2 separate regions of the Mus musculus genome follow, and region 2 is linked to region 1. A link is a contact called in public HiChIP or PLAC-seq data. All regions are on one chromosome and are shown on one strand. The core of a region is the stretch at or near the end of the contact, and the rest is flanking DNA. Distances in the headings are between cores, read along the strand shown.

Region 1 (4,263 bases), core at 1,303-3,802:
TGCACGATGGAAATGCCAGGGGTTATTTCTTTCCTTTTATCTTGTAAAGAAGTAATGGGAAAACTGGAGGAAGACTGAAATCTCGTTCGCTTATTTTTAGCATGTCATATATCTTGAGACTTGCTTTCTTATTTAAGAAATGGAACACACCTAGGACAACATGACACAGGCTGAAGTCCTGGGTTGGTCTGATTCACACTCTGTGGCTTACGGGCTGGGAAACAGAAGCATTCCAGGTTCTCATCTGAAGTGAGAGTAGCTCACCTGGTCCACAGACCTGTAGGCAGTGGGATAGCAAGGAGCCAGTGTGGCCTGTACAATGCAAGACACATGATCAAGAAGGTCCTGTTTGCTGGAAAGTAAGTATTGGCCAATGGGAAGGGTCTTGCTCTTAGATAAGTATGCCATTGACTTACACATGGCCTGGCCTGCCTGCTCTGGACAAAGGTAGCTCACATCAACAGAGAACCACCTTGATGTTAGCTCCTTGCTGTGTGTAAGGCAACAGGAGACATATGAATGCCAGCATCCCAGGATGCTACAGGCTCCAGTGGATCAGCAGCAAGGACAGGAGTTCTGCCTGGCTTTGAGTCATGTGAGACTCAGAAACAAAGAAACCCACAGAGACCTGGGTTTGATTTCTATCCGTGCTAATGAGCACCAAAGCAGACCGGCGGAGTCAGTTCCCTTGAGCTCTCTGTGACTAGGTGGCAGCGGGAGAAACTCAATGAGGGGCAGCCAGAAAAGCTATCATCGCAATTAAATGTGTCCGCATAGGATCTGACAGAGGGCTTGAGGAGTTTGTTCTGCATAGACTGGGAGGGACAGCTCTGTATGTTCTGGTCTGCGGGAACATAGCCTTTCACCCCAGGAAGGGATTATATCCTCATTCATTCATTCATTCATTCATAAGTGATATATGCTGAAGGCTTATTGTTCTCATTCATTCAACAGCATGCATGCAGTTCCCATCCTCTGCTGTGAATTCATGGACTGTAAAAACGACACGGGCAACAGTAAGAGCCAGTGGGTGGGAGCAGGAATGGAAAGAAATGAAGAAAGGAGGTGTTGACCAAGTCAGAAATGCTGTAGTCCCTATCCAACATTCTCTGTGTGAACATAACCATGCAAGAATACTGAGCTAAAAGTGAGCTGGAGGGTGGAATGGCAACGAGACCCGGCTTTCGTGAAGCAGGGCTGGGAAACTGAGAATTATACCAGAGATCACAAAAACTAAGGAAGTGCCCAGCACTCCTGGGTCCCAGATTCTATATGCTACTGGCTGTACTGGCTGGTTTTGTGTGCCAACTTGACACAAGCCAGAGTCATCAGAGAAGAAACAACCTCAGTTGAGAAATGCCTCCGTGAGATCCAGCTGTAAGGCATTTTCTCAATTAGAGATCTTAGTGATCAATGCAGGAGAGCCCAGTCCATGGTGAGTGGTGCCATTCCTGGGCTGGTAGTCTTGAGTTCTATAAGAAAGCAGACCTAGCAAGCCAGAGGAAGCAAACCAGTAAGCAGCCCCTCTCCATGGACTCTGCATGAGCTCCTGCCTCCAGGTTCTTGCTCTGTGTGAGTTCCTGTCCTGACTTCCTTTGGTGATGAACAGTGATGTGGAAGTATAAGTCAAATAAACCCTTTCCTCCTCTACTTGCTTTTTGGTCGTGGTGTTTCACTGCAGCAGCAGCGATCCTAAGACAGTGATTGAATGCAGATTAAATACATGTGGAGGGAGAGAAGAATCATTTGGACACAGAAAGCCCCAGAGCCACCTTCAGGTGCTCTGTTCCGAAGGAGGCCTGTGAGTTCTGTTGGTGTCCACGGGGTCCATGGTCATCCCCGGTAGACTGATGCCTCATTTTCAATATGTTGACTGGGGATCCAGCTCTAGCTCTGCCTACTTTTGCTGCTTCCAGAACATTTTGTGCCAGCTTCCAGGCTAGCACACAACAGGATGTGGTCAAACAACTTGAGGACCAGCCTGGGTCTCCTACCCTTCAGCAGAAAGAAGATGTCTCCTAGGCAGGGATGGGTTTCCAGCACACACGGAAGCACCTACTATAGAACATGGCCAGTAGGTTTTGATTGAAAGACTGGATAAATCCATCAGCCCATACAACCCTGATCTGTATCTCCATGACCTGAGGCATAACTGGCCCCTGAGTGTATTATTATTTGTCGGAAGGAACAGTAGTGACGACCTTGGGGACCTGTGCAGGTCTTAAGAAATGCATGTGACAAAGAGCTAGAGACCTGAACTGTTCTCTGCAAATGTGAGGGAGTCACATGTTCTTAGAGGCAAGGCAGGGCAGTGAGTGTCTCTCAGTGAAGTCCCCAGGATTTGCCACTACCTAAATTGGCACTATCTATTCCTGCTCCTGGTTTGCTGCCCTCAGGGTAGAGCTAAGAGCTCAGCACACATGTGTATCTGCATGAAGGCTGTCTGAATCCAGAGAACTGGAAATACCCACTTCACAATGCAATGCATCCCTGATCTGTATTCACTGCAGGCCCAGAGAGACAGCACAGACCAATCACTGCAGAATCTCAGAAGACACAGAATTCTACAGAGAAAAGAATCAGTGGAGGGAGGAGGTAGTGGGTGGCACAGCGGTGGGACATTCCAATCAGTGCAGCAAACAGCTTAGCCCATTAGTCACCACCACTGGGTATCTATGGAAATGCTTAGAAGATGGTCTTCAGAATAGACACTCAGACGGCACACTGTTTTCTACAAGGGGATGGTGGGCCCATCCCTCCTCCCCCTCTTTCCTTCAAAAGGACCAGATTAGTCTGTATATGCAAACAGACAGACAGACAGACACACACACACACACACACACAGAGAGAGAGAGAGAGAGAGAGAGAGAGAGAGAGAGAGAGAGAGAGAGAGAGATATTGATTGATTAGTTAGTTCTAAGGACACTAACAGACTAAGACAGAAAGCATCTTGGGAAGAAGAACCTCATCCAGGATGCAGTGCCCTGTTGTGAGTCTGGCCCAGCCTGTGGCCTGGCTTTCCCTTAGCCTTACTTTGCTGATGGAGCACTGCAGCCCAGGTCCACAGCTAGCAGATGCCAGGATGTAGACAAATAGTCACATCTGCATTCCATCTCCCTTCCTCTACAGCCAAGACAGGAATAGCACGTCCATGTCTCCTTGCTTGGGCGACTCAGGTGGCCTCTCTCCTCTGGGATGACAGTACTCCTTCCACACAGAGGAGTTGGTCCCTTGGCATTACAGATGAGGAAACTGAGGCACAGAGAACCTGACCAATCGCCTAATCCATGGATAACTAACCACTGGGGAAACAACAGAGCAAGGATGAAAACCCTTATCTCCTGGCTCTGTGGTGACAACACGCCTGCCTGTGCCTGACACTGTTGTCACCAGCATAGACAGACTTTGATGGCTTGACTTTGCTCTCTGCCAAGACCCTCTAAAGCACCAGCAACTTCTGGAAATCCACATCAAACCTGTAGCCCTCTGAAACAGAAAAGGCTCAGGGTAAAAACTGGGGCATATAAAATCTATTGTGGAAAAAAACCTACAAAACAAAGCAAAACAAAACAAAAAACCCAACATTTCAAGAGATCTCCATGTTCACCAACAGAACAAGTATTAAATCATCTTCTCTCCATTTGATGAATGGTTTGGCCTTTAACAATATGTGTAAGGCTTGTTTATAATGTGGGAACTGTTTATGTTTTTGTCAAGCTTGAAAAAGGATAAGAAGGTACAATAATGGCATAGTCATTTATATAAACAAAATTAAAACCAGGGAATCACAAAATGTCTTGGAAATGTACAAAACTAAAATAGAGGTTGTTTAGGGATAGGAGAGGACTCATTTCTCTTCACCTAACTTTCTTAAATTTCTTCTCTCTCTCTCTCTCTCTCTCTCTCTCTCTCTCTCTCTCTCTCTGCCTCTGTCTCTCTCTCTCCTTCCTTCTTTCCTTCCCTTTTTTTTTTGGGGGGGTGGATTTTTTGCATTCTCATCTGAGAATAGATGACATTCACAAAGTAATACCATCAGAAGATCAAGACTTGGGAAAAAGGAGCTGTGTTGATTTGGAACTGCTCCCTCTCAGCAGCAGTTCAGAGCCATGTGGGACAGGCAGGAACCTGGCCAAGCCCTATGCAATTCCTCCCTTCAAAGAGAGATCCAGATGCCCAAGGATACTGGAGCTCAGCACACAAATCTTTCCTCCATGCCAAGCAGCTGAGATACACACTTGGAAACCAGTTACTTCAAAACAACAA
Region 2 (4,263 bases), core at 789-3,288, 340 kb after region 1:
GAGGAGGAGGAGGAGGAGGAGGAGGAGGAGGAGGAGGAGGAGGCAGCAGCCCCTGCTGTCCACTGGTGCATAAAAGGAAAAGCCAGACCTATAAAAAAGAGTGGCTAGTATCTGGCCACAGAAAGGAAATAGGTACTGACTTCCACTATGATGGGAACAAACTTGCAAACCTGTGCCAGGCAAGCTAGCTGGGTGCCGAGGGCAGGCACCACCCTCTAGCCAGTGGGCATCCCAGTGTTGGCTGCACCACTCTAGCAATCTTCCAGAGCCTTGAAGCTCTCCCGAATAAAAACCAAGTCTGCTGTGCATAACAAATATGAACTAATAAAAACAATTCCTCACAGGAGGGCCTTGAAGTGTTAAACGCAGAAAGGTTGTGGAGCTCTTCGTGGGACACCTTGCATCCCTACCAATGGTCACCGCTGTCATTGCTCGGAGCGGTGCCGACACTGGAGAGAGCAGCCGGATGAATCATGCGTCAGAGATTAATAAGTGTCTCTTCTCTGACAAGCACTGTGCCTGCACAGAGAGATGAATAAGCCCCCATCCCTTCTCCAGAGTCTGCGTGTATTACCAGACTCGCCTACTGAAAACACAGTTTTAACATTCACCTCAGCTGTAACCTCCTAAGGTAAATACCCTGGAACCTCCAAAAGCAGTGTGCCTGCGGTTCTCTCTGTGTCTGCAGTGCGCCTGCGCTACTCTCCGTGCCTGCATCTGTTTACATTCTGCCTTGTTCTAAAGAAGAATGTAAAATCAATTTTTTAAACACACACAATTTAAGAGCAGTAACAGCCAAAATATAAAAAAAAAAAATCAAGGTGAAAAAAATGAGATTATAGTTAAATAAAACCAGAGGAAGGTTCGATCAGAAAAATGCCTGCCAGGAAGTGGGTGTAATTATTAAGGTATCTGTAGACTTGATGCTAAGGTTCCTAACTGCTAAAGCGGAGAGGGAAAGCCAAGATTCCCCAAGCCCATGAGACCAAAGTGACTTGCAAGTCTCCAAAGAGGAATTCCCAAGTATCCCTCTCACCCCTCCTTAAAAATTACAGCTGCCTGCAGGGCACTGAGGTCTGGCTTCTTTTATCACCTTTTCTGGTTAGAGTGGAGATTTGAAACTCAGCTCAATGGGCAGTGCCTTTCCAAGTTGGGAGGGGGAGGGGAGGGGGTAGAGCAGAGCTGGCCCCCAAGGGGTCTCTGCAGACCCCTGGCTCTGGAATGACTGAGCCCCCCTCACTGTCCTCACAGACTTCCACTCTCCTGGACTCTTAGTCAAGCCACACACCAGAATCCTGTTAGACCAGAAATTTCTCAGTTCTCTCTCTCTCTCCTCTCAATTCCAGAAAGGAATCTAGCAGGTGACCTTCCTTCTCCACCCCCCCCCATTCAATGGTTTCCTTGTAAGAGCTGTGGATCCCCCCACGGTTCCCCCACAGTTCCCCCACGGACTGACTGGCCCTGGAAGCCATTGGCCAGTTGGCCAGCTTTGACCTGTCACAGCATTACCTCAGCCCCTTCCCCAGATGACACCCTTCCCCACTCTCCCACCCTTCTGACTCTGAGCTCAACCTGACAGGAGCACTAGGGATGCAGTCACTCTGGTGCCTACCAGGCTCTTGCAGGGTTTCCTTAGCAACAGCTTCATTAAGGAAACCCATCAAAAAAGAAATCCGAGGAGGAGGAGGCTGTTCTTGCATCTGAACAGAGTAGCCTGCATAAAATCTGAATGGCTTTGCAAAGAAAATTAACCAAAGACAAAGAGGTTGAAAGTCCCCTCTAAAGTCTCATAAAGGAGAATGTTTTAAAGGGCACCAATTGTTCTGGAACTTAGAGATGTGAGGAGGCGGAGGACGGGGCCACGCTGCGACCCTCAGAAGCTGGTCTAGTTTTCCAGACACTTCCTCAGTAGCACTTTCTCGTAAGGTCACCTGCCATTTTCTGTTGAAAACAAAAATGTATTCAGTCCCTCAGGCAGCCTAGGGTGGGGGAGGGGAGCTGCCACCGGGTTGGGCTTTTGGAATCACACAAGCGAGGGAGCGAGGGGGACTGAAAGAACAATGGGAGACTTTGTGAGCTGAGCTGGGTCTCACCCCTCAGTTTCCCTGTCTTTAAAACTGGCTGCAAGTGGTGAGGAAAGGAACTGACGAGACCTTTCTCAGGGTCTGCTCAGCACCAGATGGAGCCGCCACAAGCCCCACCAGCCAGCTACAGGGGAGACAGTCATCGCAGCCTGTGCATCTTTCTTTGTTGCACCTTGCTCTACATTGCAACAGTGCTTATGCTCCTGGGATGAAGGCCTCCCGAGCTGCTCCTCCGCAGAAGGTATCCAATGGGAGCGTGGTCTTTGTTTCTGTAGATCTGACTCACTTGGGAATTGTTTGCCTCCATGTCTTTTGTTTATCAGCCGGTTTCCCCTCCTCAGCGCCGGCCAGTGTGGACCATGACTGTCTGCAGCTCACTGGACTTCAGGAGCAGGCTAGCAGGCAGGCAGACAGAAACACTTTGCCTAGAGTCACTCCTGCCCATCCCAGAGGCAAGGGAAGGGAAGGGAAGGAACACAAAGGGTGCATGAACACGTGTCCCAGGGACCCCTCACCTCTAAGCCACCATCTTCTTTGGTGCCTGAATCATTGTTCCTTTTCCTAACCTCCCTCTGCAGATAGGGGTGGCTACATTTAGACCACAGAATCTCAAGGAACAGATTCCTACTTCAAGAAGTCTGTGAATGGATGCCAGTGAGGTTTGCAGCCTCCTTGCCACCCTGCTGTTCCCAGACGGTGTGCAGCGGCACTAAGTAAAGGAGAGAGGTGGCTGCTTGCTCTCCACAGAAGACAAGCTGAGAGGGTGCTGCATGGCTCCTCTATTCACAAACAGGGGAAAATGATGACTCAAGTCCCAGCCCCTCTGTTCTCATATGAACCTTGTCATTTGCCTGTGAAACCCTCATGACCATTGCACAGATCTGTACACAGCCAGCTATTTGTTGCCATTTGGGAGTGCCAGATAATTACCAGAAATCACTCGCCTAAACCAGCCAACACACGCAGGTCACCCTGTGCCTGCACAGGGAAGAGGGACTCTGCATCTATTTTGCAGAGCACCGATAAAGACAGTTTTATCCTCCAGTTCTGAGGTTTTGGATTTTTGAGACAGAGTTTCTCTGTGTAATATCCCTGACTGTCCTGGACTCCCTTTGTAGACCAGGCTGGCCTGAAACTCAAGAAATCTGCCTGCCTCTGCCTCCTGAGTGCTGGGATTCAAAGTGTGTGGCACCACCAGCTCATGCAGGGATTCTGAAAGACAGATGGAACTTGCACTAGTCACATCTCCATTCCTTCCCAAATGTCCGCCATTTGCCGCCGAAGTCCTTCGTTACCATCAGCTCCACAATGGATCACACTTGATTAAGAACCAAAAGCTTGTTCTATTTCAGAAAAACTCCAGGCCCTTCTCTTTACTGTGATTATAAAATCCCACCAGAACTCATTATTTTGCTGCCTTGTCAACTAGCAGACAAACATCAGGATGAGACAAGGACCGCAAAGTGCCTTCCTCCTCCGGCAGAATTCAAAGGCTGGTAACCGCCCTGTGCCGCAGGCAGGGCCACAATTGCCACAGAGCATTGCTGCCCTCTAGTGTTTGCCTGACGCCGAGCAAGATGATAGCAGAGCTGATCCAAACTACAGGGCCCCACTGTGAATAGATAGCAGGTTGCAGTAAGTCCAGATCTCCTCCCTTTAATCTGCAAAGCGGACTTCAGTAACTGCAGAGAGTGAGGGCCCACAGGTCTGTAGAAGAGGAGCAGGGCTGGGAAGCCTGGCAGCCACCCACTACTCTAGCACCAGCTAAGCCCAACAGACTCCACTCCCCAGACCTTTCCGGTCTGCTTGGAGCCTCTTCTGTGTTCAAAGCTGTCTCCTGAACCGCCTGGGCCTGATAACAGCAGTAGCCCACTGCAGAGCTGTGGAAGGACACAGGACCATCTAACCTAAATCCAGCCTCCCAGCTACAAATAATTCAAGGCTTCCCTGGACCTTTCCAGTCTACCTGAGAGGCCTAGCACTCTTCACTCAGAAGCATGGATTACAATTAAGGTGCCACCCTCTTGCCCTTGAAGTACCCTTGCCCTGTGTATTGCCCTCACTGACCTTTGGCAAACCTACACCAGCATGACCCCTGCTGTCTCTCCATGCTCCAGGCCAGTGAGGCCCTAGCAGCCCACCTCAGACACTCAGGTGGTCTTTTTCCCTCATCATGGGT

The links. HiChIP or PLAC-seq counts read pairs in DNA pulled down with a chosen protein or histone mark.
Region 2: an H3K27ac HiChIP or PLAC-seq map of SST interneurons shows a contact between it and region 1, with 5 times the contacts expected there. The contact joins two enhancer-like sites. A contact is called at or near these places in 2 of 15 datasets of contacts at CTCF or cohesin (large pre-B cells and pro-B cells), 10 of 484 Hi-C or Micro-C datasets (bone marrow-derived macrophages, cerebellar granule neurons, cerebellum and 7 more) and 4 of 115 datasets of contacts at active chromatin or transcription factors (SST interneurons, astrocytes, bone marrow-derived macrophages and 1 more).

The regions. Positions count from the first base shown.
Region 1 is chr15:72,678,964-72,683,226 of GRCm38.p6, forward strand. The region is part of intron 20 of Trappc9 (trafficking protein particle complex 9); the gene reads right to left. Among named protein-coding and RNA genes, the nearest start is that of Peg13, 130 kb to the right of the region's middle. Within about 2 kb of position 2,553, at least 6 of the 459 cell types and tissues checked have an H3K27ac peak or open chromatin away from gene starts, as enhancers often do. A contact at or near this core is called in SST interneurons, where this site is marked.
Region 2 is chr15:73,019,458-73,023,720 of GRCm38.p6, forward strand. All of the region lies in intron 6 of Trappc9 (trafficking protein particle complex 9), which reads right to left. Among named protein-coding and RNA genes, the nearest start is that of Trappc9, 40 kb to the right of the region's middle. RefSeq lists an enhancer at 962-3,862. Within about 2 kb of position 2,039, at least 59 of the 459 cell types and tissues checked have an H3K27ac peak or open chromatin away from gene starts, as enhancers often do. A contact at or near this core is called in SST interneurons, where this site is marked.